7 separate regions of the Mus musculus genome follow, and regions 1, 2, 3, 4, 5 and 6 are each linked to region 7. The links are chromatin contacts, called in public Hi-C, HiChIP or PLAC-seq, Micro-C and promoter capture Hi-C maps. All regions are on one chromosome and are shown on one strand. The core of a region is the stretch at or near the end of the contact, and the rest is flanking DNA. Distances in the headings are between cores, read along the strand shown.

Region 1 (2,700 bases), core at 23-2,522, 1.3 Mb after region 7:
GGGTAGCCATGGTGAGCAATCCAGCAGGCAGCACTCCTCCAGAGCTAATGCTTCAGTTCCTGCCTCCAGGTTCTTGCCTCGAACACTTTGCTGGCTTCCCTCAATGATGGGTTATAAACTGTAAGCAAAATAAACTTTTCTTCCCCAAACTGCTTTTGGTTGTAGTATTATCACAGCAATAGAAAGCTAACTGATATAGTAGTAGAAGAAAATTAGAGCCCACCTCTAGAGATCATGAAGAACTCAACCAAAATCCTTGAACAAAAAGATCCAAGGAGCCATTGTGGGGAAAAGCAGACATGTGGGTATACCTGCAGTGAGGGGCCATTTGGCATGTACTCTGTAGCACTGGCAATGTTCATACATACAGGGCTCCTCACCATGGATCTCCAGATCCAGTGAAAATATCCTATGTCTAAGCTGCATTCAATGTACCTAACCTTCTGATCATCCTAGCTCAGCCACACAGTATGCTGAGAGGTGTGGGCTGACTCCCTATCTGATCACATGGATAATTGAGTGCTGTGACACTGGAACCCTGCAGTGAGAAAGTTTCAACACTGCACTGCTAGCCCAGGAAAAGAGCCACAGTCAGAATATGAACTTTGCTCTCTGCTGAATGTGGTTTCACTCTCACATGATCGGTAGGTGAAAACCTCTTTTAAGTTAAGCCATCCTAAACCAAGGGCCAACTGTATGGACACAAGATCACTGAGCAATGTGTACTGACTACACTCTGATCTATTGCTTGTTCTTTCCCAATCACTGTTCTAATACTTTCTACAAACACTAGCACTCAATTGTTACTCAAGGCTGTCTTTGGAAGCACAGAGCAGTCAAGCACAGTTCACAGTCATTGAGCTGGTGAGTGCTGGCTGGTTCCACTGTTAGTGTTGGGCATCACCATATCTATCCTTTTCCCTAGAAACTGACTTTGTTCCTGCCTCTTTGAACCCTGTTGACAGCCTTCCAATCACTCTGAAGCTGACCTGCACACATCACAACATTCTTCCGTGATTTTCAGTTTCTCATGTTTGAAATCAAGACTTCCTCTAACTGCCTCACCCTAGATCCAAGTATAAAGAAGAAAGTGTGCACACAGAAGAGTCTCCAATTCACCAGGCCCCCGGAACAGACTAGTCACCTGAGAAACACAGGAGAGGAGGGTTGGTGGGGACATACGTATTGGTGTTGAAAGAATAGAATTGATTGTTCTTATCAATTCAAGATGATAGGGGAGAGGGGTCAGCCACAAAGTGCACAGTGATCTTATCAACTGGACTTATCAACCCGGAAGAGAAGGCTGGCTGGCCCTGGGCAGGTGCAGTGTGAGGACAAGGAGGGAACTTATTTATAAAACTAAATTTACTCTATCACAAAATCGACTGCATTGTGAAGAGCAGCTTTATTTTGATGGTGCAGAGTGAAGTTATACGAGCTGGTGGAAGACAATTGAGGGGGGCTAAAGGAAAGAAGGAAACTAAGCCTTCATTGCTTACACATGAAGGTGCCATAGGCATCAGATATGGCAAGAGCGAGAAGACAATCTTAAACAGGGTGGCCAAGAAGCCTGGCATTTTCCATTGAAGAATGACATTTGGGCAACCCATAGCTAGTGAAGTAAGAGAGGTAGGCACTGAACAAAGGCCTTGGAGTGGGAGCATGCCCAGCATGATTGGCAAGAAGGACAGCAGGAGGACAGCAGTGCAATAAGACAAGAGTATGGCTGCATTTGACCCAAAGGAGACACCGTCTCCTTTGTTTATAAAGTACATTCTCCAAAAAAGTTCTCACCTCCATCCCAGTGTAAAGTAAGTCAGACACTGAGCAAGCCAGAGAGCTGTCTCCGCAACCTGCGTTGCCTAATAACTAACTTTGATTGCTATTTTACAAGTGGCTTTGTTCTCTTCATAGTGCAACAGCAAGTCTAATTTTTCAGATCAAAGAACTGTCAGTAGCGTAATTGCTCAGTAAAGTATTTTTAGCAAGGCTTCCTCAAAACAATAGTGAGTGCGGTACACTTCATGTGCTAGCAGATCGGTTCTCAGGCTGGTAGGCTGCTTCTCTGCCTCCAGGTCTCAAAGAACAAGTAAGCCTATTTCTTAGAGTCTATCACAAGTTCCTATTTTAAGTGTTAGATGTATATAAACAAGTCACACCCCACCCTCACCAGTGACACAGACCTAGACCCTCTCTCTAATAGACCAAGCTCTTTCTCATTTCTCCTCCACACTACAGTTTTACTGCCGATTACAAAGAGGTAGGTTCCCGAGCTCTCAAGGTACTCTGTCTTCTCACTAGGGTGATTATTATCTATTGTGTAACATGCACCTTTTTGCAAAACAGACATAGAACTATCAACGTTTCTCTGTTCAGGGCTTTGAGCCACCGAGGACCGGATTCACGCCTTACTCATTTCTATATTTTCAGCTCCAAGTGAGAGAGATAATACTAATATTTTGCTTTTCTTCTGCTTCATGGTCTCTGAAAGGATGACACTCCCAGTGTCTCAATGAATAACACCATGAAAGTTGCTCTGGCCAATGAAATATGAACCAGTTAATTCAAGTAGAGACCAAAGTAAAAGTCATGTGCAAGTCTCTATTGGTTTTGATGTTTAAGTCTCTGTGGAGGATAATGTCTTAGGATAGAAGTCAAGGCTGGCACACAGCAGGCGACTGCCCTCAAGAGAACCCAAAG
Region 2 (2,700 bases), core at 182-2,681, 1.1 Mb after region 7:
ACAGTATGGCTTGATGTAGTGACATGAGCTTTTTGTCCTTTAGGTAGAGTTCTGTAAACTGCCACTTACGGGATTGTAATTATACAATTAATTACACAATCTCTTACTATCGTTCATGGTTTTGAATTAAAAACCTCATTGCAAGATTTCAAAAATGAGTAGTCGGCACAGTTAGCTTTTACACTTTGTACACAGCAAGCTAAACTCTGCACTCCCTTGGCTACCATTAATAAAGCCTAGAAGCTTGGCCTCACAGAGAACTTCAAATCACAGGCTCCTTTTAGCAGCTGGTATGTCCTCTCTTCTGTGCTCCCAAGTATGGTGATGTCCAGTGACAGTATTTTCAGGCATATCTTCAAGTGTTTTACCTGAATCTATCCATTTTGTCCTCACAAAGGCTTTCTAAGGTGGCTACAGAGAAACTAGGGCTCAAGAGACAGTCACAGCTAAGCCATACTTATGCTGTTGTGACGGCGTAGGAATCAGTTGCAGGGAGGGTGGATCCTTCAGACATGGACCTCAGGCTATGAAAACCCTTAGGTCTCTTGCTTCCAGTTAGAGTCGGCCTGCTTAGCTTCTGCCACACATGGTGCCCCTGCAACTTGTAACTGTTCCCCACATTCTTTCCTGCATGTCTTCCTACTTGCTTCAATCTCTCCCCTTAAGCTCTCTGAGGACTAACTGATGGCAGCAGGTGGGATGGTTGCTCTACTAAGGTGTGTGTGTGTAAATGTCAGTGTGTAAGTGAATGTGTGAGTGTGTGTATGTATATGTGAGTGTATGTTTATTATTATGTGAATGTGTGAGTACATGTAAGTGTATGTATATGTGTGTGTGTATATGTGAGTGTCTGAGTGTATAGGTGTGTGTTAGTATGTTTGTCAGTGTGTGTGTAAATGTCAGTGTGTAAGTAAATGTGTATGACTGTGTGTGCATATGAGTGTATGTTTATGAGTATGTGAGTGTGTATGAGTATATATGTACATATATGTGTGTGTGTGTATGTTTGTGAGTGTGTAGGTATATGTATGTGAGTGTGTGCATGTGTGTGAGTGTGTATGAGTATATGAGTGTGTATGAGTATATGTGCATGTATGTATATGTAAGTGTGTGTGTGGATGTGTGTGTGTGTGAATGAATATGTGGGTGTATGTAAGTGTGTGTGCGTGTGCGAGTATGTATGTTTGAGTGTATGTGAATGTGTTTATGAGTTTGTGAGTGTGTGAGTGGGTATAAGTGAGTGTAAGTGTATGAGTGTGTTTGGGTAAGTGTGTGAGTGTGACTGAGTGTGTGTATGAGGTATATATGTGTTAGTATATGTGGTGTGTGTGCACATGTTTGTCTAATGCTAGTGTGGCTGCAGGAAGCTTTAGTACACAAGGGACTGGTGAACAGGAAGCTGAGGAAATGACAGAGGGGCAGAGGCTGCATGAGAAGAAAGGCTTTAACAGTTGGAGGTTTAGTGCAGTTATCCAAATGCTGCTTCCCTGTTCCACAGCAATTCTAGCTTCACAATGAAGACTAATGTTGTACTCATAGAGGCACCGACATCTCAGTCCTCCAGGACCAGCAGAAGAGGGAGTGGCAGCTTAACCAGGACGGAAGTGGGGGAGCAGAGGATGATGGCCAGGCCAGTCAGCAAAGGGACTCCTTTCCAGAATCACTTATGAGGCCAGTCAATGGGGCCTGATTGTGCATGCAGTATCTCTGAGAGGCAGAGGGCAGATGAAGGTGTATTTCTATAAAAACCTCTTGAAACAATTAAAATGTGGCCAAGGAAAATTCTCCCCATTCCCTTTCCCTGGGGAGCACAGAAGGTCAGGAGTTCAGGCCAGATTCTATAGACTTCCCTCCCACTGATGCTGGCCGACAGATCACTCAGCTGTCAGCAAGTGGAATTGACAGGTCACATGACTTGTGTGTGCTCGGCAGAAAAGAGCTCGGTGGTCAAGGTTGGGCTGTCAACACCAGCTAGGTCCCACTTCTCAGAGACAGAACAAATACTCTCGAGCAGCAATTTTCCTCTGATGCATACATCCTGTTGAACGACAGGATCTCTCACACACAGTACACCGTGTGCTGACATTTCTGAAACTTGGATGCAGACACTGCTTTCTCTCTGGGCTCTTTACATAGCTTTATTCTTGCTTAAGTGTTTTATGGTATTAAAGAAAATAATACAGGGCTTAGAAACAAAGCAATTTAAACACTCAAGTTTCTGGTGACAGTGCTTTGACACTGCTCAAGTACAAGTAAGCATTCCAGACATTAAAAAAAAAAAAACCAACTGGGCATTTGAATAACAATTCCATGCTAATATGGAAGTATGAAGGTTGAGGCTACTATAAGATATTAAGTGAGAGTCCTGTTACTTCTCTGCTGTAGTTAGACAGGAAACATTTCTAGAAGATGGCATCACATACCATAACAGATGGGAAATCATTACCTTTAAGCAGTAAGGGCATGAAAGGGATTTTTGGTGGCTTCATCTTTTTGAACGCATCCCTGTAGGCTTTGTGGTTTAGGGAAGGATCCTGCCAACCAAGGAGATCACAGAGAAAAAGAAAAATCAATGTACCGTAGAAGCAATTCTCAATCTATGTCTGCTGTACAATTCGAACATGATTTGACGCAGATAGATTCTTCCTAAGAATGAAGTGGATAAAGGTTTCCTTGGAGAATAAACCCACTAATTAGGGT
Region 3 (2,700 bases), core at 134-2,633, 1.5 Mb after region 7:
CTTCCACTCAGTTGGTTCCTCAGGTGAGAAGTGGATCACTCTGAAGTCCCACATCCTGGTGTCATAATTGTCAAAACAAAAAGCCACACCTGTCATCTTAAAGGGAATAAGAGAGTTTATTCTGCAGCCATTCTGAGTGACCATGGTCTCAGAACAGATTTAGGTTACCCCAAATTCCACGATCCTCTTTGATAGCTGGAAATGAGCCATGGTGAGAGCATTCCCAAGTTAGAGACCAGCCAATCAGCAGGAATTTATTTTTTATTTATTTATTTTTTTAGTAGCGCTGACTGTTAAACACATGTCAGTAACTCACTAAAACTTCCTAAGACAAAATTTATTTTCATGGGAAAAAGCGAGATTTGGAATCTGATATGTGAACCCTAAAGTCTGATATGTGAACCCTAAAGTCCGGCTATGGCATTGATTTAAAACCTGAGCTTGACAGTAGGTATGACTGGATCTTGTAGTGTGACAATACATTGGTTCTGACTCTCCTCTCGTTGTAGTGCCAGGGAAGGGTAGTGATCCCCCCACCAAAAAAAAAAAAAAAAAAAAAACCAGACAGGAGCTGATCCGATGCAACGCTCAGCAGGGTCTTTATTCTATTCGAGCTAGCTCAGGCCCCTCAGTGCACCACCATCACACAGGACTGTTTTGGAGATGGGGGAGCCCCGAATATCTATAAGGGCAAGGCTTTATAGTAAGCAGCAAGCAGGAGGTAGGTGTGCAAGCATCTCATTGGAAAGCTATTGTGGCCTTTAACACAATTGGCTGGTGCTGGGAACCATATCATAAACTTAATTTCTGCTCACCTCTGCATTGGTAGTCGTTAGGCAGGGGGTGGGCTTGTAACCCGGAGCTGCAAGTTTGTTAGGGGAATTACCTGGAGACACTGGTCTTGTTGAGGGTGTAACCTGGAGATGCTGGTCTTGTTGAGGGTGTAACCTGGAGATGCTGGTCTTGTTGGGGATTAGCCTAGAGACTGGAGCTAAGCTTGGGTTTTGTTGGAGGGCAACTTGGAAACCAATGATAGGTGTCAGACTGATAGTTTAACTGCGTTCAAACTTAGGTCAGGTTCTCCAAGTGAAGACTGAACTTAAAAGATTTGTCCTCTCACCTCCATCTTCTCTGTTTAAAGGGCTGTGATTATATTGGGACCACCTGCATCTTCCAGGATAATCACCTTACAGCCAGCTGACTAGCGGCCATCATTCCACAGCAGCTGTTCTGCCCATCACAGCAACTTAGAGTCAGACTGAACCTCCCTGCAAAGGCTCAAGGGAATAGGTGCTTGGGGGCCAGCCCTGGTAATGGTCAGGTCCCACAGAGGAGATAAGGACTGGGCAAAGGGGAGTGAGTCAGACATCTTGCATCACTCCGAGTGACCGACCGGCACCCAGAATGCTTCTTTATTTATACAGAGCTCAGTAGGCAGAGCCAGATTTCTGTTGTTCCAGAAATATCCATCATATCATCTTTGTCCCTGGAGACATGCTTTAGCTTCTTCTTGGTCATAAGTTTAGTCATCATTGATATACAGCGATGGAACAGGTTTATCTTTTACAATCACTTTCCCTCATCAACCCCACAAGCCAATATTTAACAATCCTGTGGTTTCAAGGGCACTAGATAGAAAGAAAATCTCCAAGCCAGCCTGGGCAGATTGCCATGTCCCAAGCAGTGTGTTATTAACTCTTAGTGGTCAGAGTGTATAGTAAGAAGAGGCTTTTAATCTGATCTGCTGCCAGCCCCTCTAGCCTGCCGAATCTTGTCTACTTTTTAAAGTTTACTTTGTCCTGATTATCTTGTTCCTAATTTCAGGTTCAGAAGTTTTGAGAGTATCTTGGAGTCAGAGCCTCCTAAGGAAATCTTTGGCATCTTTATTTTGAATTACAACCTCCAGGGCGTAATTAAAACCTTCAGGTAAGGCCTGCTAAGAATATCTCCCTAAAAGTGGGAGGGGTCGTACGCTCAGGGCTTTCCTGGGGAAGCTTAGAAGCAGTAGTCCTGGGAGAAGGCATGATTCATAAGAGACTTTCCATCAATCTGGTACCCCACGTTGTACAAGTATTAAAAGCATGCAACAGGTGGAGCTCAAGACCGAAAGTGGAAGACCACTCAACAGCAATTGTGTCACTGGGCTCAGCTTTGCTGGATCTTTGTCAAGCAGTGGTTCTGGCTTCAGGACGTTCCCATTAGATACAGCTGTGACAAATAGGAATGGAAAAATAAACTGACTGTGTAGCTTTTCAACCCCCTTAGCATCCCTCAAACATCTCCATATACCTCCGTGTGTCGTAATGGGTTCATACAGTGCTGAGCTTCCATTCAGTGGATTCCTCTGGTGGTGGTGGCGGGGGGGGGGGGGGGTGGGAGGACAAGGATCATTCTGGAAGTTTCATATTGTGCTTCTGTAACTGTCAACATGAAAACCATCCTAAAACAACTGTCATGCATAAAAGCTTTGAAATACATGCTGGGAATGAGCCAGCTGCACAGGGCCCTTTGTGGAGCCGTATGATGGAACTGGGGCTTCTGGTCTCATGAAAAATAACCTAATTCTGGTGTGGTAAGGTTAGGTGGTACTCCTTATGGAACAGAGACAAGGTGGGCACAATCAGTATAAGCCATAATAGAGGCAGGATGGTAGGTAATGGATGTGTGTTAAGTCAATGAGTAGCCAACAAAGATGCAGTT
Region 4 (2,700 bases), core at 161-2,660, 1.1 Mb before region 7:
ACACACACACACTACACACACACACACACACACACACACACACACACACACACACACACACGAGAGAGAGAGAGAGAGAGAGAGAGAGAGAGAGAGAGCGCCTTTTCATTATCAGGTAGTTATTTTATTGATTTTGGTGGCTTCCTTGCAATTCTTCCTACATGAGCAAACAAAATGTTTGTTAGGTCTGCCCCTGACCTGAAACAAAACAAAACAAAACAACCCCCCCCCCAAAAAAAACCCAATATTGTTTTCTGAGTAGATAAGCACACTTTAAAGTGAGTTACTCTACCATTAGGATGGCATTACATTTCTTACTGCTGTTTGTTTAACTGGTGGCCTTGAACTTACAACAGAATATTCAGAAGTGAGTATGAGAAAGGTAGCAAGGCAAATTGAAAGCAGTGCTTTCTGAGACAATGCTCATCTTTCCTCAGACCTTTCAGAGGCTCAGCTCACTTTCCATTTTGGTCATATCACTGTTGCATCGGTGCACCTTGAGCATACTGCCCACATATAAACAGATAACTACCCCTTGCTTGCTCTTTGTACAATAAAATGATGTAACATTTTCAGTAAAAGACATAAACAAGTGAGTTTGCCCTTGTCAGGTGTAACCCTGTAAAGACTAACACTGGTCAGTCTTGCAGAATCCTCAAACTGACCCTCCTCCCCTCAAGTTTAAATAAAGCCATTCATTTTAGTTTTAAATCCAGTGAAGAGGAAAAAAGCTTCCCTAATACACAAAAAGACAATATAAACCAGCAGAGCTTGTCAATTGGAACCTACAGGCAGAGGAGTATTATAATATTGTTTTCCCAGGAGACAGTGACTAAGGCACGCACACACTGACCATCCCCGAAAAGAGGTAAAGAGAGAGTGAAATGGCTCAACGTACACACACCCCGCTCCATACCGGGGACGAGTCTCCGAGCTGCGGCGTGTGCTCTCGGAGAGCCAGGCTGAAGCTGACCGCCCCCACGGCCACGCTGGACACCCCCAGCCCTATCTCCAGCACAGAGAGCACCAAAAGGCTCCCAATGATCTGGCCGCTGGTGCACATTCTCCTTGGGTCATCATTCCTTCCAGCTCAGAGATGAAAGCTGATCATCTACCTTCTTTCTTCCAAAGTCCTCCTCAGCCCCTTCCGCCCCCTACCACAGTCCAGCTCCTCAAACTTTTCTTTCTTCACCAGCAAAACATTATCCACAAGGTCTGGATTTTCAGAACCAGAGAACCATTTCCGTGGGCCTGGCCAGAGAAGACAGCTAATCCAGCCCGTGGCGGGTTCACACAGGGACTGTTGAGCGATGGGTGGGAGTCCAGAAGCTTTTATTGAGGAGCCAGGCTCTGGAGAACGGACTCTGGATCGGAAGCCTTGCCAGTGTCGGAGGCGCAGTCCAGAGTTCTGCCGTGTCTCTGCTCTGCGCCCCCAGGAGCCTTCCGCACCTCTCTGGCTCCCTTCTTCCTGGCGGAGGAACCAAGCTTGATTTCCTAGTAATAAAGGGGAGCTGCTTACAACTCCTCTCCGCCTGTCCTCTCGCCTTCCCTCCTTTGTTTTCCTGTCTGCGCAAAGTGCTTCTGTGAGTCTCTAGGTCTCTAGGCAGAGCGGGTGGATGGTATTCAGCACCACGTTCCTAGCACTTGCTGTGTCGCCAGAAAAAGCGACCTTGTCTGATGGCCTCTTTCCGTCTGGATTTTTTTCCCCCGTTGTTGTCCTCTTCCTCCCCCCTCTCTTGAATCTGATTCTCTCTCATTGCTATGACCTCATTGGGGTTTAGGAGGCTAACGGAGGAGGGAGAATCCTGATGTATTTGTGGGTCTAGGACCAATACTCTTGGCTGACCTCTGATTCGCCCCGCCCCTGCACCCAACCTAAGTATCCTAAACTCGTTACTCCTCTACTCAATTCCTCTTGGGTTTCTGCCTCAGACAGGAGGGGTGGCTATGCCTGGTCCTTATATCAATATAGGCTCATTCTATGCAAAACTTTCCTCTACATGTACTTTTCTCTGGTTCAGGAGCAAAGGAAAACCAAGTGCACGGAAATAGAAAGAAGCCAGACCCCTGATTATACAAAGATTTGAGCGGACCCTCATTGGAGGACTCATTTATATCAGTGAGCCCAGACTGGAGCCTGCTCTTTAAGAGAGAGGGTCCATTCTGCTATCACTACTTTGTACCTTCTTATCCTAGAGGGAAGAAGCTGTCTGCTGGAGGCATATTTTCCTTGATAGCTACATACCTGAGAGGCATAGTCAGAAGCAGCTTACAGAGACCCTGTGTTGTTATCTCATTTCAGTTGAGATACATACACTTAAGTACTACACCAGAACAAGCATTACTTATAAACAGAGAAAAAGTCTGACCTAGTACAAAACTGATTTTGACCATCTTCAATTCTGAATCATTATGGCAGGGACTCAAGCGTGGGCTGTGTGATTTTGTTGCTCTTTCTGGTGAATTTTGGGAGCCTAGATATAGTGGAATTGCTTATATTTTACTGATCCCCCCCCCCCCCCCAGGAAACATCTCAAGGTGTTCTACTGAAAATTTTCTGGATGAGTTCTGAGTTATGGATTCATCAACCATCTTTCTCAAGAACTTATTCTTCAGTTAGAGATGCGTTGAAGGGAAATATAGACAAAGGGGACCACAATATGAGGGCATCTTTGCCTCTGCCCACATGCAGACAAATAC
Region 5 (2,700 bases), core at 68-2,567, 1.2 Mb after region 7:
TAAGAAGGAGGAGCCATAGCCCAGGTGCTCTGGAAGCTAAGGCAGGAGGATCACATGTTCAAGCCAACCTGAGGCAAGGACCAAAACACTGACTGAAGCTTGGAAAGGGGGCCTGGGATATAGCTTAGTGGTAAAGAAAGCTCTGAAACTTTACATTTAATTCACAGATGAGGGAGGAGGCAGAAGAGGAAGGAAGGGAGGGAGGGAGGGAGGGAGGGAGGGAGGGAGGGAGGGAGGGAGGGAAGGAAGAGAGAGGGAGGGAGGGAAGAAGGAGGAAGGGAGGGGGAGGGAAGAAAGGAGGAAGGAAGGGAGGAGGGGGGAAGGGAGGGAGGGGGAGTGGGACGGAGGAGTGTTAAGGAAAGGAGGGAGATGGTGTGGAAGTCTCAGGGCAACCTGAGACTTTCAATGTGTAGGGCTGGGGAGCTTGAAGACACTGTGGCCCTTGCTGAGTAGGAACACAGAACACAAATGCAGGATCAGGCTACAACAGAGTCCTCTTCCTTTCAGATAGAATCCGACAGCTCAGTGAAGCAGAAACAAGCTGGAGAGATCATATGCAATGGTTTCTTAGTACACTGGTACTGAGGCAGCCTCTGGAGGAGGGGTGTGTGGTGAGGTTGGTAGCCTAAATAAGACATTACTGGAAAAGTGGCCTCAGGGATGCAGCAGGGGACGAACCAGTTATGAAGAGAAAGACTGCCCGGCGGCTTTGTGAACTGCTGAGGCTAGAAAAGACATTTGTGGTTTTATGACTTTCTTGCTGCTCTAAGTGCTTAGGAGCCTTAACGGAAATGAGTGACTGATGAAGCCCATCCAGGGTAAGGAATACACAGGGAGCTATCAGAAGCCAGGGTGGGGAGAGGACCCAGGGATCAGGCACATCAGGAAAATAGCCCTTCATCACAGAGTGTCTGAAGGGGCAGATCCATTGTGAAAACTGAGGGCTGCTGACCATCAACCACATGGGCTAACAGCATAGGCTTTATTCAAGGGAGCAAAGGCTCCACAGTTCTGAGTAGTGAAGACTAAGGGGAGGGACAGAGGCCCCTGAATGACACCAGTACTTTGGGTTGGGTCCTAGGTTCCAGATTTACTACAATGCTGACAACTTCCTAAGTGGTTAGTGCACTAAAAGCGTCTTTGGTTTGAGCTTTTAGCCTCTTGTCCTTGATCCCTTGAAGCAGCTTGAACAGGTCCAGAATTACAAAGGAAGAAGGCAACTTTTTTCATTTAAAACAAATCCCTTTCCACATGCCCAACTGGAATTTATGTTAATGAGGTCACAGTGGGGAAAGTCACCAAATAACCCCACCATAGGAGGCCAGGTTGCTAAGGAAACCAACCACCTGCTCAGAGGGCTCACTGCCCCTGTCCTCATCCCTAAAGGTTTTAGTGGTCACCAAGGCCCAATGACCTAATCAATTATGCATGCATAAGGAACTCGGTATGAAGGACCGAGTTCAAGGGTTTCTGGGAAAGTGAGTGAGGGTCCATCCACCTGTCCAGAAGGCAGTGCATCCCAGCTGCACAGAAAGCAGTTGTACCTAGGACATATGCCTTTGCTGTTCATTTGTGTCCTTTAAAATATTCTTTACAATAAACTGGTAAATGTATCTCCTGGGTTCTGAAGCCACTTTAGAAAATGACTGGAACCAAAGGGGTAGATTGTGGAAACGCCAATGTACAGCCAATAGATCAGAAGCATGGATAAAACAGCCTGAAGCTCCTGATTGGCATCAAACTTTGGGGCTCAGCCTACAGGGTCTGATGCTACTCCCTGGTAGACAGTGTCATATACAGTTGAATTATGGGTAGTTGAGCTTAGATCACTACAGAACTGACCATTTTTCTGGTTGGTAGGGGACCCCCTCACACATATCTGGTCACAAAAGTATTCTGTGTTGACAGCTGAGTAAGAAAGAAAAAGCCCTGTGCTGCCCTTGACAGCTGAGTAAGAAAGAAAAAGCCCTGTGCTGCCCCAAGCCACAATTTTAGACCCTGACACATGGGAGCTGAGCTGGCAGTTACAACCAGACCTTAATGTTCTGTTCTACACGATTTTGTAGGGAATCAACAGCAGACAATGTCACTAAATAATCACAGCGGGTCAAAACAAAAATGCAGCCTTTTAGTTATTATATCCGAATGAAGAATGAATATTGTTCAACCCACAAAATCCCCCAAAGCCTGTCTGCTACCTGCTGCTCTTTCTTTGCCCTAGCCTGCATTCTCTGTTGGGAGGATAAGACTTAGTCACAGAATTACCCTAGTTTCTAGACAGTAATCCAGAGCAAAGCCTCACTTCCTTGGGATCTTTCCAAGGTCAAATCCCGGAGTACCTTCCTGTAACTCTTTCTCTAGGATCCCCTTCTAGAGCATGAAGTCTCAAGATGCGTACACAACAGCAATGAGGCCAATTCAGTCACCTGCAGGGGTGGTCCTGGAGGTGGTCTCTGATGAGGTTAACAGGGTCTCATGCTGCCCTGGAACTAGAGTGATAAAGGAGATGGCACAATGGAGTTTTGGAGAAAAAGCACTTATTGGTAAGGTGTTAAGTGTCAGGCATTCCTGTCAGTGATAGAGGGGCATGAGGCGTATGAGTATGACGGGAAGGCAGAAGCCAGACAACGAGTCCTTCAAGGAAAATGGGACAGCATCCTGGAGTGAGGACCAGAGGACCAAGCCAGTGGCATGGACTCT
Region 6 (2,700 bases), core at 158-2,657, 1.3 Mb after region 7:
GCAATTCTAAAACTTTCCTGGTGGCTGACTTAAAAATTATCTAATTGCATGAGAGAATCCTAAGAACAATCCTTTAAGGTAGCACCGAAGAAGAAAATACCTAGGAAAGGGAAAACACAGCCTGGAGAACAAGAACTGTAGCAATTCAGATCCTTGCCCATCTATAGGAAGCCACGACAGAACAAATGCTTCCTCAGCCCTTAGGTTTCCGCAAGCCAATAACATCACAGGAGCTGTGAGTCTCCAACTACTGTCTCCTTTCATGACATATAACTAAGACTTCTAGTCAAAAAAAAAAAAAATCACACCATTGTTACGATTTTTCAGTAAATACTACATAATAATCAAAAAATAATTTTTAAAAAAAGTATGAGTAGGATGTACCAAGGTATTCCCAAGCTCTGCTGAGTAGGAAGGAAGTCAGTGAGAGCTTACTGGGGCTTTCTTGAGTGGCTTGAGGATCACCAGGATGACAAGCAGGCCCTCCTTTTAACATAAAAAACATGTCTGGCCTGCTCAGGTCGTGAGATGCACTTACAACACAAGGAATGCTCCTTCACCAGGAAGTCATATCTGAACACACCATCAGAAAGTCGATATTTGAGATTCCCGGGGGTCCGACCCTCTCCCGCTCTAGGGGGCGTCCCGGAGTACTGAGTGCTCCCAGCGCTAGCAGCTCACCCAAGCTCTTCCAACTCCTAAGTCTCCCCCTCAGCAGTGGCGGCTGCCAGGGCAGTCCCGACGCCCAGACACTGCTGAGTCTTCCAAAACAAGCACGCACGTCGCAGGCCACCTGCAAACAGGACCTGCGGGAGGCCTAAGACTTTCTGTGAGACGGGGCTGGTTGACTCAGTCACCGGACACCTGCAGCTTCCCCACAGAAAGCAGCAAACAGCCCTTCTTCCTGCGATGCCCCGGCGCCCGGGTGCGCTCAGGTGCATCTAGGGGGAAGGGTGGCCGTCGCAGCCCGAGGGGCGCCCCCTAACCCCGACGTCCCAGGCCCCGCTCCAGCGGAGTCCCGCCACCTCCCCAACTTCCAGCCACGGCGTGGCGGGCCCGCGGGGCAGTCGAGGGCTCCACGTGCGCGCCCGGGCCACTCACCCGGGCGCCGGCGGCGCTCCGCTTCCTCCGCAGCGTGAGCCCGCTCCGCAGCAGCGCAGGCAGGTCCCTGAGGCGCGGCCGCAGAGACGCGGCGGGCGGCTCGCGCTCCGGCTCCCGGGCGCTCGGGCTGCGGCGCAGAGGGCCATCGGCCGGGGCCGCCGAGGCCAGGGCCGGACTCTCGCAAGGCGGCTGCATCTTGACAGAGCCCACCGCCATCCTGATGCCCTGACGGTTGCGGCGGCGCCCGCGGCTGCTCTCCTCCGCGCTCGCCTCCGCGCCTTCGCCAGGCAGCGAGAGGGCGCGACTGCGGCTCAGGCGCGGGACGCGCTGCCAGCCGCTGCCCATTGGCGCGCGCCCGGCTGGGAGCCTCGGCCCCGCGCACCGCCCCGGCCCCGCCCAGGTGCTCCCCGCCCCGCCCCGCCGCTCACCTCCGGACGGCTGAGACACTCCCACCGCCCGCGGAAGGGGCCCTGGAGCGGCGAGTGCTCTGAGCCTGCATAGGTGCGCCATTCCCAAAAACCTCCTCCCGGACCCATTCCCCCGAGTCTAAAAAGTCCCTTTGCTCCAGCCAGGAGTGGCCTGGACTGCGACCCAGAAGGCTCAGAGGTCTTCCTCCCTCCGGCGCTTAGCCTAGCCCCACAGCACAGTCGGTATCCTAGAAAATGTTCAGAATTGGTTTCTTGGGACAACATTGCCCACTCAGTGGTCGGTAGGCGCGCTCCTCATAAAAGGGGGAGCGGAGAAAACTAGTTGGGTTTGATGGGTGCTTAGTAAAATAGGTGCAAGTCTGGTGGCCCGAAGATGAATCTCTGTTGACATGTTGGAACCTGACCTCCCTGGAAGCCTTCTGTGTCTGGTGAATGTGCTTGGTAAACTGTAAAGGCTTAGCGCAGCATGAATCACTGCTTATACAATTCCAGGAGGTAGGAATTGTGGAGTGCTCAGTGGAAACCATTCCAGGAAGGCCTTCAACTCCAAGGGGTTGTGAATCTTCAACAAGGCCTTTAACCCCTCAGCACTAGGACGCTGAGACCCACTCTTTACCTATGACCGCCAAAGATCTGAAAAACCTTTAAAATGACAAGTAAGGATCCTTGACAAGGTTACTATCTCACACAGCAGATGTTTGGCCAAGTGCACACGGGAAATGTGGCCGAGTAGGGAGAGTGGAGATCTTGCCCTTAAGAAAAGGGAAATTCAGCCTGATGTAGATAAATACTAAGAGGAAATCAGGTAGTCCCTAAACTCTTGCTAATTATCAAGTGAATGTAAATACTAAAACCTCCTGGGAAGAGCAACCTAAGCCAGGCCAAGAAATTTACACAATGTCTTAAAGCTTAGAGCCCTTCAAGGAGATTTGAAATTGTGATTTCAAACTCTTAGGTGGCTCACATAGGGCCAGAGGGAGCCTTTGGACCTGGAGGCTATGTCCTGTTAGAGAAGGGTGATGTCATAATGAAGAAGTCGGGGGAAATAGAATTTGTGTTGTCCGCTTACTGCAGAAGACTTACATTTTGTCCCCTTAACCTATGTACATTTATTGAGAAGGAGTCAGTAATGAGCTCTATAGTCTGTTATGGTTTCCAAATGTCTGTGATG
Region 7 (2,700 bases), core at 69-2,568:
CTACGTTGCAGCTGCCGGAGGAGGAAGACGAGGAGCGTTTCCAAGGGTGGAAGCCTTTACCGAAGGAAGAAGAGCTGTCCGACAGGGAGGAGGGAGACGGGCTGGGGCTGCCGATCTTATTACAGGTAGCAGCAAGCATGGCCAGAGGAGTGGATCCCAACCTCGGTTCTTCCTGAGACCGGAGCAGAGAAGAAGGGTGGGGGAGGGGTAGTGGGCAAAGGGCCGGTGGGGGAGGGAGGAAAGAAATGTGTATTAGTCCCCTGGTAGCCTCCAGACGCCCCACTGCTCCCCATCTCTAGCTGCTGCACACTGCCACCAACTTACCCTGCACCCCCAGCTGCCCCGGCGCCCGGCTGCCTCCTACTCTACAGGAGGGGACAAGTTTGGCGGCGAGCGTCTGATTCTGGAGCAAAGCGCCACGCTAAAGAAGAGTTTAACAAGAATTCTCAACTAAGACGGCACTCTTGTGTTCACAAAGCCCTAGACGCTTTCGATCAAACGAACAGAAAGTCCAAATCCAGACTAGGGAGGGAGAAGTTTCCTTTTTACCTTACAACCTGGGGAAATTTCTGGATTGCGTTTAAGATCACTACACTGCAATCCCAAGAGAGCTTTGAAAACTCTTTTCAGATCCCCCTCAACCCATCCTTAGTTGCTTCTCCCCGGCTCTTCCATTACTCGCTCTTCCATTTTTTTCTTCTCTCTCTCTCTCTCTCTCTCTCTCTCTCTCTCTCTCTCTCTCTCTCCACCCCCTTCATCTCTCTCTCTCAATATATATCTCTCTATAATGGTAGAAATAAGACGAGCTCAACGTACCTGCAATACAAACCGGGCTGAGGAAAAATATTAAGGGGAAGGGGGAGAATCTGCAGTATGCCCAGGAGGGAAAAACTTACTCGCGTTCCCCTTCGAAATCGTCGAGTGTATTAGGGGCTATGCTCAGTTCTCCCGAGCAGGGAGCGGCCAGGCTCTGCGAGGTGGCGGGTCTCAATGCCCTACGAACCTTTCCTGTGCTGAAAAAAAAAAAAGTGGCTCTGCCTCCTCCCCCCCCCCTTTCTTTTTTCTAAACTCACTTGTATTTAGGGGGGTGGTGGTGGCTCTCAATAGAGAGACTGATAGCCCGTGGCCTGGCCGGGGCGACTTTAACCCCCTCCGATAGGCAATAAAAGGAAACTAATTAAACCAGCAAGAGAAGATCCTGAGACTCACCCCTAGAAGTGAAGTTGCCATCACACAGAAGCGCCCTCCTCCTCTCAGAGGATCTTTTTTATATTGATAAATCAGAGGCAGTGTTTTTTTTAGAGGTGTGCAATACAATGATCAGTTCCGCCCATTCCGCCACAATTGTAGCTCCCTCTCCGGCTTTGAAGTGCCGCGGAGGCGCGGCCAGCCAATCTGTGGCCTCGCCGGGCCGCGCGGCGCGCGCGCCGTGAGGTCATCGGCGCCGGCGGGAGTGTGGGGGTGCGAGTGTCGCAGAGTGTGCGTGTGCGCGCGCGTGAAAAATGATCGCGAGTGTGACCCACCTCGGAGAGAGCAGTGTAGAAAGCGGAGGGGTAACTGGGCAGGGTCGCAAAAACCGTGACCTAGCAAGGGCAGAGAGTGGTCGTACAACCACCGAGAGCGGGCCGAGTAACTACGTGTGTGACAAAAGGGGTCAGGGACAGAGCTGGAAAGTGTGTAAGGTAACTGAGTCCTTCTACCGTAGGGAGTCAGGAGCGACAGTACGTTCAATCCCGGGTGTGGAGAGGCGTGCACCCGTTTGGTGTAGGTGGAGAGTGGGTGCGCGCGATCGAGAGGGAAGACCGACGTGTGCGTGCGCGCGAGCACCAAAGCTAGGGGTAGGGAACCGAAACAATACAATAAAGTGTACGTGCCTAAGAGATTGGCGGTCTGGATAGAGAAACTGCGAAGTTGAGTGAGGCCAGTAAATAAACGCCCCAAGTCCTATCTTCAAGTTACTAACTTCCTCTGCCCTTTGAACATAAAAAAAGGAGTGACCCCCCCCCCCCAGCTTCCTGGACTCTTTCAGTATAGTTTTGAAGAAAATCTTGATACTTACCTTCCATTTCCTGATGTTTCGGTCAAATAGAAAGATTGGAAAGGGGGTAGTGATATGGTGCAAGTGTGCGCCTGCGCCTTTGAGTCCTTACTTAGATCTGGCCGCCCTTACCCTCTACCAGAGGTGGGATTCAAGCTTTGGAAGTGCACGTCCTGGAGGAGGTGTGTTTGCCCCTTGGCATGCAGTAAAATTACAAAAGGATTAGATGGAAAGAGGAGTAAGAGGGGGTGTGTTTTTCTCCCATTGGATGAGAAATTGAGGAGCATTTTACCCAGTTTATAAGTTTTCTCAGGTAACCCCACTGTGCCTTTCTGACAGAAAAATCAGAATGACTGAAATCTGTTGGTACTATTTATGTAAGAATGGAGGTGAGCTTTTCGGGCTGCATTTATAGGAGCATCTATGGTTTGAGCAAGCCATCTACCAGTGCGTTCGAGTCATCATGCGCATTTACTTCAAATTCTCTGCGTTTTAGTCACTTACTTGCTATTTTTATTATTAGTTGCCTTCAGAAATGTCATTACAATTCTGTGGTCACCACAACAGAAATTCTTAAGCCACAAAAAGGCCAGTACCAGTATGAAAGGAGAAAATCTAGTCCTTGGAGTCTTGTTGAATATTCATGCATTTTAAAACCACAA

What was found. Promoter capture Hi-C pulls out the DNA fragments that hold promoters and counts their contacts. Hi-C and Micro-C count contacts between places; a contact is called where the count stands out from the background. HiChIP or PLAC-seq counts read pairs in DNA pulled down with a chosen protein or histone mark.
Region 1: a promoter capture Hi-C map of liver shows a contact between it and region 7, with 3 times the contacts expected there. The contact joins the enhancer-like site here to the promoter of Sp8 in region 7. A contact is called at or near these places in 6 of 39 promoter capture datasets (embryonic stem cells, hippocampal neurons, liver and 2 more), 2 of 115 datasets of contacts at active chromatin or transcription factors (embryonic stem cells and stem cell-derived neural progenitor cells) and 1 of 9 other capture datasets (embryonic stem cells).
Region 2: a contact with region 7 is called in an H3K4me3 HiChIP or PLAC-seq map of stem cell-derived neural progenitor cells, with 3 times the contacts expected there. The contact joins the enhancer-like site here to the promoter of Sp8 in region 7. A contact is called at or near these places in 3 of 39 promoter capture datasets (embryonic stem cells, hippocampal neurons and liver) and 3 of 115 datasets of contacts at active chromatin or transcription factors (embryonic stem cells, large pre-B cells and stem cell-derived neural progenitor cells).
Region 3: a Hi-C map of stem cell-derived neural stem cells shows a contact between it and region 7, with 3 times the contacts expected there. The contact joins the enhancer-like site here to the promoter of Sp8 in region 7. A contact is called at or near these places in 6 of 39 promoter capture datasets (embryonic stem cells, hippocampal neurons, liver and 2 more), 3 of 15 datasets of contacts at CTCF or cohesin (embryonic stem cells, large pre-B cells and pro-B cells), 34 of 484 Hi-C or Micro-C datasets (B cells, LSK cells, adipose-derived mesenchymal stem cells and 22 more), 9 of 115 datasets of contacts at active chromatin or transcription factors (astrocytes, bone marrow-derived macrophages, embryonic forebrain and 5 more) and 4 of 9 other capture datasets (embryonic stem cells, embryonic tail, liver and 1 more).
Region 4: a promoter capture Hi-C map of hippocampal neurons shows a contact between it and region 7, with 4 times the contacts expected there. The contact joins the promoter of Tmem196 here to the promoter of Sp8 in region 7. A contact is called at or near these places in 6 of 39 promoter capture datasets (cranial neural crest, frontonasal cranial neural crest, hematopoietic stem and progenitor cells and 3 more) and 1 of 9 other capture datasets (adipose tissue).
Region 5: a contact with region 7 is called in a Micro-C map of embryonic stem cells, with 8 times the contacts expected there. The contact joins the enhancer-like site here to the promoter of Sp8 in region 7. A contact is called at or near these places in 6 of 39 promoter capture datasets (embryonic stem cells, liver and pre-B cells), 1 of 15 datasets of contacts at CTCF or cohesin (embryonic stem cells), 14 of 484 Hi-C or Micro-C datasets (differentiating embryonic stem cells, embryonic stem cells and stem cell-derived epiblast-like cells), 8 of 115 datasets of contacts at active chromatin or transcription factors (embryonic stem cells, pancreatic cancer cells and stem cell-derived epiblast-like cells) and 1 of 9 other capture datasets (embryonic stem cells).
Region 6: an H3K4me3 HiChIP or PLAC-seq map of embryonic stem cells shows a contact between it and region 7, with 5 times the contacts expected there. The contact joins the promoter of Rapgef5 here to the promoter of Sp8 in region 7. A contact is called at or near these places in 4 of 39 promoter capture datasets (embryonic stem cells, hippocampal neurons, liver and 1 more), 5 of 115 datasets of contacts at active chromatin or transcription factors (embryonic hindbrain, embryonic stem cells, pancreatic cancer cells and 1 more) and 3 of 9 other capture datasets (embryonic stem cells, embryonic tail and embryonic trunk).

Annotation. Positions count from the first base shown.
Region 1 is chr12:117,552,818-117,555,517 of GRCm38.p6, reverse strand. The region is part of intron 1 of Rapgef5 (Rap guanine nucleotide exchange factor (GEF) 5); the gene reads right to left. Among named protein-coding and RNA genes, the nearest start is that of Rapgef5, 20 kb to the right of the region's middle. Within about 2 kb of position 1,272, at least 30 of the 459 cell types and tissues checked have an H3K27ac peak or open chromatin away from gene starts, as enhancers often do. A contact at or near this core is called in liver, where this site is marked.
Region 2 is chr12:117,744,007-117,746,706 of GRCm38.p6, reverse strand. It overlaps Rapgef5 (Rap guanine nucleotide exchange factor (GEF) 5), which reads right to left. Exons shown (of 26, transcript NM_001373989.1): 23 at 2,447-2,534. Among named protein-coding and RNA genes, the nearest start is that of Cdca7l, 99 kb to the left of the region's middle. Within about 2 kb of position 1,431, at least 30 of the 459 cell types and tissues checked have an H3K27ac peak or open chromatin away from gene starts, as enhancers often do.
Region 3 is chr12:117,388,669-117,391,368 of GRCm38.p6, reverse strand. No RefSeq gene overlaps it. Among named protein-coding and RNA genes, the nearest start is that of Gm5441, 53 kb to the right of the region's middle. Within about 2 kb of position 1,383, at least 12 of the 459 cell types and tissues checked have an H3K27ac peak or open chromatin away from gene starts, as enhancers often do. A contact at or near this core is called in adipose-derived mesenchymal stem cells and stem cell-derived neural stem cells, where this site is marked.
Region 4 is chr12:119,944,837-119,947,536 of GRCm38.p6, reverse strand. It overlaps Tmem196 (transmembrane protein 196), which reads right to left and starts at 1,410. Exons shown (of 5, transcript NM_001294154.2): 1 at 917-1,410. The coding sequence starts at 1,063.
Region 5 is chr12:117,682,783-117,685,482 of GRCm38.p6, reverse strand. All of the region lies in intron 9 of Rapgef5 (Rap guanine nucleotide exchange factor (GEF) 5), which reads right to left. Among named protein-coding and RNA genes, the nearest start is that of Rapgef5, 150 kb to the right of the region's middle. Within about 2 kb of position 1,317, at least 17 of the 459 cell types and tissues checked have an H3K27ac peak or open chromatin away from gene starts, as enhancers often do. A contact at or near this core is called in differentiating embryonic stem cells, embryonic stem cells and stem cell-derived epiblast-like cells, where this site is marked.
Region 6 is chr12:117,532,635-117,535,334 of GRCm38.p6, reverse strand. Rapgef5 (Rap guanine nucleotide exchange factor (GEF) 5) reads right to left here and starts at 1,407. Exons shown (of 26, transcript NM_001373989.1): 1 at 1,102-1,407. The coding sequence starts at 1,317.
Region 7 is chr12:118,845,851-118,848,550 of GRCm38.p6, reverse strand. It overlaps Sp8 (trans-acting transcription factor 8), which reads right to left and starts at 1,318. Exons shown (of 2, transcript NM_001379379.1): 1 at 1,210-1,318; 2 at 1-172. The coding sequence starts at 1,230.